Linked DNA regions of Sus scrofa: region 2 is linked to region 1. A link is a contact called in public Hi-C data. All regions are on one chromosome and are shown on one strand. The core of a region is the stretch at or near the end of the contact, and the rest is flanking DNA. Distances in the headings are between cores, read along the strand shown.

The links. Hi-C and Micro-C count contacts between places; a contact is called where the count stands out from the background.
Region 2: a Hi-C map of mesenteric adipose tissue shows a contact between it and region 1, with 3 times the contacts expected there. A contact is called at or near these places in 1 of 5 promoter capture datasets (liver), 28 of 47 Hi-C or Micro-C datasets (adipose tissue, alveolar macrophages, brain and 16 more) and 1 of 2 datasets of targeted methods (skeletal muscle).

Annotation. Positions count from the first base shown.
Region 1 is chr5:101,656,223-101,659,806 of Sscrofa11.1, reverse strand. No RefSeq gene overlaps it. Among named protein-coding and RNA genes, the nearest start is that of PAWR, 35 kb to the left of the region's middle.
Region 2 is chr5:101,810,471-101,814,195 of Sscrofa11.1, reverse strand. No RefSeq gene overlaps it. Among named protein-coding and RNA genes, the nearest start is that of PAWR, 120 kb to the right of the region's middle.

The DNA.
Region 1 (3,584 bases), core at 522-3,021:
TAAAGCATTATTTAGACTTGATGCCAAAACCATGACGAATGAATGGAAAACTTGATAAATTTTTTCATCAAAAACTTAAAATCTCCCGTGCAAAAAATCCTGTTAAGAGGATGAAAAGACAAAGACTACTGTTTAGAACACATAAAGAACTCTAAAAACTTAACAGTAGTTAAAAAAGAAATTCAGTTAGAAAATCATCAAAGCACAAAGAGACGTTTCATGGAACAGAACATACAGATAGCAAATATACACGTGAAAAAAATCTTTAGCAACACTAGCCCATACGGAAATGAAAATTAAGAACACAATGATACATCCCTACACACCTATCAGAATGGCTGAAACAAAAAGAAGCAGTGACTTCTGGTGTGGACGGGGAGGCGGGGAACCGGGTCATTCCTACACTGCTGGTAGGAATGTAAAATGACACACACCCTGGGAAAGAGTTTAGCAGTTTCTTTAAAAAATAATCATGCAGCTACATAATGACTCAGTAATTGTGCTCCTGGGCATTTATCCCAGAGAAATAAAAAGTTATGTTCACACAAATAGCTGCACACAAATGCTTATGGCAGTTTTATCCAAAAGAGCCCCCAACTGAAAACATCCCAGCTCTCCTTCGGTGGGTAAATGGCTAAATCTGAGGTATATCCATATCATGAAATGCCCTTCAGCAGTAAAAAGGAATGAACTCTTTTTGTTTTTTGGCCACATCCATGACATATGGAAGTTCTTGGGCCAGGGACCCAATCTAAGCCGCAGCTGTGACCTATGCCACAAATGTGGCAGCACCAGATCCTTAACCCACTGCGCCACAGCGGGGACTCCAAAAAAAGAAAGAACTCTTGGAATATGACCTATCTGGATAAATCTCCAGAGGAGCATAGTGAGAGGAAACATAAATCATAAAAGGTTATATACTATTGCATGCCATTTATGTATCATTTTTAAAATGACAAAATTCGAACAAATTTGTAGTTTCGAGGGGCTGAGAAAGGGGTAGGGGTAGGAGGGAAGTGTATGCAGCTATAAAATCACAACGTAGGGGCTCCTGTGATGTTGTCATCGTTCTCTGCATCCTGACTGTGCTGAGATCCTGATACTGGCTGTGAAATGATGCTGTAATTTTCCAAAACACTACCGTTGAGGGAAACGGGGTAAACGGTGCACAGGGTTCCTACGTTTGTTTGTTTGTTTGTTTTACTACTCCATGTGAAACTGTAATTTTCTACAAGAAAAAGTTTATTTGAAAAAAGAAGACCAGAGGTCCTGGTTTCTGGTCCTCTGTCTAGGTGATTTTTTTTAAAGACATTAAATGGTTCAGCTTCAGATTACTCATCTGCAAAATGGAGGAAGTGATACCAGCACCATATCCTGGAAGCGGGCAGATAAAGAGAAAAAATGTTTAGGAATTTGCACATAGCTACATACTTGGAATCAGACTTCTGGAACAGAAAGGACCTTAGTAATTTCCTCTTTCAAAGTCTCCAAATGATTTTTTTGGACTGTAGGGACCGCAGGTTGGACACGGTGGACAGTAATGGGAAGCAAAGCAGAAAGTGCTTCCCGTACAGCCTTTAAAACTTTCTAACATCCCCCGCCCCACTCAGCCGTGCTTTCATTTGTTTTCCATAGTAGAATTCTGAGGCATTTGTAGGAGAAAAGTCTTTCTTACTTAAGGCATTTTGGAACCGTTCTACTAGTCCCAAACTGTCACTTTCCTGACCAGGAGACTGGTAACCAGAGAGGTTTAGTTACTTGCTTAGATAGTTGGGGGTGGAGCTGAGAACAAAACTAGGGCTATTTAACCCTCAATCCAGTTTTGTTTTGTTTTTTTCCCACCAATCATAGTATAAATAACTTAAGTATGTAGTCAATTTGCTAAGGCAAGAACACTTATTGTTGTCTCGAGCCATGACTTTATCCAGTTGTCCTTAAACAGATGGGATGAATTTGTAGACATGCTGGGAAGGGCAGAACTGGGTATTGTTCACAGGTGGGTGGGACAGAAGGGGTGACTGAAAACAGACGGCGGGTCGTGTACATATTTGGAAAAAGCTTGTTGGCGCCACCTAGTGGTTCAAGTGATGGATGTCAACAGTAGATTTCAGATCCTCACTTTGGTCAATGCTGTTTCCATTAATATATTGAAAGTCGTTGCCGACGACCTCGGTTACTTTAAATCTCTGATGTTTTAGATGAAAACGCTTTTATAAATACAAAAAGAAGAGGCTCATTTTTGGTTTAGCTATGAAGTTTACCTCTGCTAGTAATAAACTTTCTTTTTGATAGAGCAAATTCCTTAGAGGATTTACGTTCAAGCCCAGATTACCTGTTAATTGCAATTAATCAGAACGGCGAATCCGTGCTTAGTACAGATCCTTGGAGTCCTGTAAAACTATCAGGTTACAGGAGGGGCTTAAAAGTACTAACATATTCTTTTTTTTTAAAATAGTATCCGCAGTTCATACCTTTTACTAAATCAAGTATTACTCTGTGTAAAAAAAGTCTTGAGACCACGTATGTTAACAGCGAATGTCATAGGAGCTGCGGTTAGAATGAAGGGCACAGTGTAACCATGAGAAGGGTTTTTACCTCTTTGACGTTTTCTAATGATCACACATTTCTCTCCATGAAAACTTACACTCTAACAGGTATGATCCTTTTTCTTTTTTTCTTTTTTCTTTTTTTTTTTTGTCTTTTTGCTATTTCCTGGGCCGCTCCCACGGCATATGGAGGTTCCCAGGCTAGGGGTCGAATCGGAGCTGTAGCCACCAGCCTACGCCAGAGCCACAGCAAGGCGGGATCCGAGCCGCGTCTGCAACCTACACCACAGCTCACGGCAACGCCGGATCCTCAACCCACTGAGCAAGGCCAGGGACTGAAGCCACAACCCCATGGTTCCTAGTTGGATTCGTTAACCACTGTGCCACGACGGGAACTCCTGATCCTTTTTCTAACATCAAAGCAATTATCTGCGCAGACCAAACCCATCTCAACAACTAGTGAACACTTAAAACGCTTAATTACGTCCATATTCTCACCACATAACGATTGTCTTTCTTTTATGAGGGGTCATGAGAGGAGTGAATCATAAAATAATCTGCTTGCTAAAGGTGTTGTTAGCTTTAGAAATTGCTGGTCTTCTGGGCTGGCCCAATTACCGAAGCTATTTTTGGACCAGTTATGACAATGATGATTAAATGCTCACGTAGGCAAATGATGTTTGGGAGACCAGGATAAGGGAAGTTGTTAACAAGCCCTTGAGAGGAACCCGAGTAACTCCAAGGAGAGCAGAGCCTGCGAGAGCAGAGAGAGAGAGAGCCGGGGACGGGGAAGGGAGAAAGCTTTAGAAACAGAGGTCAGGTACCGCCAGGCAAAAGCACAACAGGGCTGAAACCGTTTCACAGGAGGCATTTTGAAAGCAAGTGTTTTAAGGGCTCACTTAAAAATTTCAACCCGTGCAAAACGATGCCTTGTTCCAAATTTATCTGAATAATTGAATATTTTAAAAGTCCTGAGTAGAGGTCCGTTTCCACGACGCCCATTCAGAAAAGATTTAAGGAAGCGTGGAAATGTCGCTC
Region 2 (3,725 bases), core at 661-3,160, 150 kb before region 1:
CCCAGGAGCTGAGATTTCCCAAAGATTGGGCTTTTCCGTTTACAGAGCCTGGAGAAGATTAAGAAGCCTGCACTATATTAAGGAACATGCCTTGTCTATGCAGCATCCACATTTTAAAAGCCTGTGGAGACTCTGGCTTGAGAAAGCTAGAAAAGTAAACACCAACCACGATGACTGAAGAAGTTAATCTTTCCATTGCTGAATCTTGTCCCCAAACTTTTAATAAAAATAATTTAGGTTGTGGCCCTTGGAACTATTCCTTACAGAGACTGCTTATCATTATACAGGAATAGTTTCCACTATTTTCTGTTTATTTGCTTTGCCTCTATTTCTATTCTTTCCCACATAGATTAAACCAAAATAAAATTAGCCAGGCCTAATTTGATTCCAACCCAAGCCACACACCCTGCGTATTCCATTCCAAATCAAGATTCATTTACTAGCGTCCTTGGGGCCCAACGGAATGACCTACTGGAATTCATCAGCGAGGTCACAGAATAATATTGCAGGGCAACAAAAGAATGTGAAAAACACAAACAAGCCTGGAAACAGACTGGCCCAAACACATGGCTTGCTTAAGATGTTTCTTGTGGAATTTCAACGTTAAAAAATTCAGCCTCCCAGCAGGAGCAGCAGCCAAGGGGGAAGCAGATGCATTTGCATGTACTCATGGGTTCATCCACGCCTCCAGCCAACACTTGCTGAGCACCTAGTAGACTCCCAGACCCGGTGCACTCATGGACCCTCGAGCAGCAGAAGAGACGTCGGGGGGCCTTTCTAGTGCCCAGTTCTGCACTAAAGCTTGTCTCCCCGCTGCCTGCAGCATCCCTTCTGTATGTTATGAAATCTATGAGCATAAGCTTCACATTTCACCTGCTTCTATCTTTCGGTCATTGAGAAGCTGAATCAGCCACCTCCCTTTTGAGTCTCGCAACCAACAGCGTATGGATTCTTTTAATCTCAAGGAGTTTAGACTTTTTTTAACTTTCTTCGGAAGTCAAGAGTCACTCTAAAGGATGAAGTCAATTCATGTGCCAACAATATAAGAGCCACTGATATAATAGCTATACATGGTTTTATACCAGTGATAAGCCACTCAGTAGGGTTACCTCATGCGACAAACTCCCACCATATTTTTGATGCTCAAAATCCTGTTCATATAATAGAAGGTGAGAGAGTACGACGCCCATTTTGTAAATTAGGCAGGGCAGGCTAAAGAAGGGGAAATGACACAGCCAAAGCCACTTATAGTGGTGAATCCAAATCAAGACCATCTGAAGCAGAAACGGGCACCGCAGTGTGAATCGACTGTACTTTATTTAAAATGCACTGCTTAGTCCTAAATCTTTGGTTTTAGCAGCATACCATCTGCCCGGTCGGAATTAAAAACAAAAATTAAACACGTTGTAACAGCAGCCTATGGGTCTGTCAGACTTCCACAAACAGAACAAAAACGTTCACTTACTTAGAACATGTCATGTCAGCGAACAGGAAATCAGAAAAGCTGTATCTGTCCCCACATTTCATCATTATTTAGCTAATTAACCCACTGGGTCAAGTTCTGTGACAATTTTACACACTATTAAAAGAGTATAAAAATTGTCCTTTAAATTTTATAGGAAGTACAAAATCATTAATTCTAAAGTATTTTATATCCTACCTAGTGCAGCTGTACGAATTCTGAAAAGGGAGAGAAAAAAGCCCATATCCATTTTCTTCTGAGCAATATCTTAGGAGAGAGGGTACTTTTTTTTTTTTTTTTTTTGGATGTCTCTTATTTCGTGTCTAGAATATTGCAGTCACAATCAGCGAATTCTTTAAATTCCTCTCACGGACACCCCTTTGCACCATGAATCCGAAATTATGTAGGCATTTTCCCTTCTACACAAACAGACTGACTGGCTTGCAGCAGGTACTGAGTAATCAGTGGCAGGATCAAAGGTCAAAATCTCTGATCTGTATTCTAACCATGGCAGGACAGGTCACACCTCTGCAAACAAGCTGGAAACTGTGACACTCTCTCCAACAGCAACCGAATTCTCTAAGCTGAGCCTCATTTTAGCCATCGGTTTCTTTCAGCTCCCTTGCTAAATCTTTTTTCCCAGATCTGCTTCTTTCTCTTTCTCGCTTCATGCCTAACAAGCAAGGAAACAGACAAAAAGAAAGCTGTAGGTGTGGAGCCACAAGCCTGAAAAACCCGACGAAATGAGAGTTAACTAAATGGATTTCTTTGCTACAGTTCAGAACGCGACTTTTCTTGAATAATAGAACGAGTCCAAGGATCTTCAGCAGGGTACAAAGTGAGTCTGTAATAGAATTTCACTTGCATGAAAATGTTTGCAGAGTCACCAAATGGACTTAAGAAAACGCGTAAGGTGGTTTTTCCAAAAGGAAAAAAGAAAAACCACCTGTCAGAACTCTGCCACCAGGACAAAACTGATGCAAAAAACCAGTCACAAAAATCCTTCAGAAAAGGTCGTCTGGTCACCCAAAGAAATTTATAAATTGTCTGGAGAAGATGGATCAGATGCCATCAACACTATTCTTACGCATTAGGAAGCATGGCGGGGGGGACGAAGCCTACGTGGAAATAACAATGCAAACAGTTCCATCTTTACCAGGAAAGACATACTGACCAGGCATTTTTTAAAAACCGTACTTAATTCCTTAAAAATGCTAGAACCTCAAGAAGTTTCACCAGTCCTTTGGGGCCAGCTCTCCTCCCTCTGTGCTTGCTCCCGGTGCATCCATCCTTTAACTACCTGTAAATTTACTGAAGTCAGAGACCGTCTGATTCATTTCAGTACAGCCTTCAGCATATACCTCTGTGCTCTTACAATCATAAACAGGAGAGTTTAAATGAGCAGTTTTCGGAGCTCTCGTTGCAAACATATCCGACCAGTATCCTTGAGGATTCAGGTTCGATGCCTGGCCCCGCTCAGTGGGTTAAGGATGCGGCGCTGCCCGGAGCTGTGCTGTAGGCCGCAGAGGCAGCTAGATTTGGCATTGCTGTGACTGAGGCAAAGGCCAGAAGCTGCAGCTCTGATTCGACCCCTAGCCTGGGAACTTTCATATGCCACAGCGGAGGCCCTAAACAAACAGACAAACAAAAAACAACAAAAGAGAGAGTGGTTTTCAAACTTTGGGTGCATGAGCATCACCAGAAGATTTTGCTAAAAGGCCCAACCTTCAGACCCCAGATTCCAGAAAATCGGATCTAGTACATCTGAACTGAACTCAGCGATTAATTCAGATATTCAATAAGCATTTATGAAGTATTTACGTGGTAGGTGTTTTAACTCCACTATACGAACAAGGATTCAGAGCCACAAGTAAAGTAACTTGCTAAAGATCACAAAACAAAATAAGTAAAGGGTCACGTTTAGGCTGAAGTAGCAGCCTCCCCCTACTCACTCATTCATTCTTCATTCACTTACTCCACTGGTCATTAAAAACCTGCGGGCTTTCGAAAGGAAAACTCACACACCGACACCAAACGCCAATTATTTCTGTACTCTTCGCTGGCAGTCCCGAAAAACCTTCCCCCCGTGGCGCCCTGGAAGCCATCGGAAAGTGCACACGAAAGAAGAGAAGAGGGATGGCCTGGCTTTATTTCTAGAGATGGCAGCACTTCGCTATTTTACGAATAGCTCTTTTCTTCGTACACTAATTTTTTTCAATGGGAAATATATTTTCAGAGGTGACTTTTAAATCTTTCTGTCTAG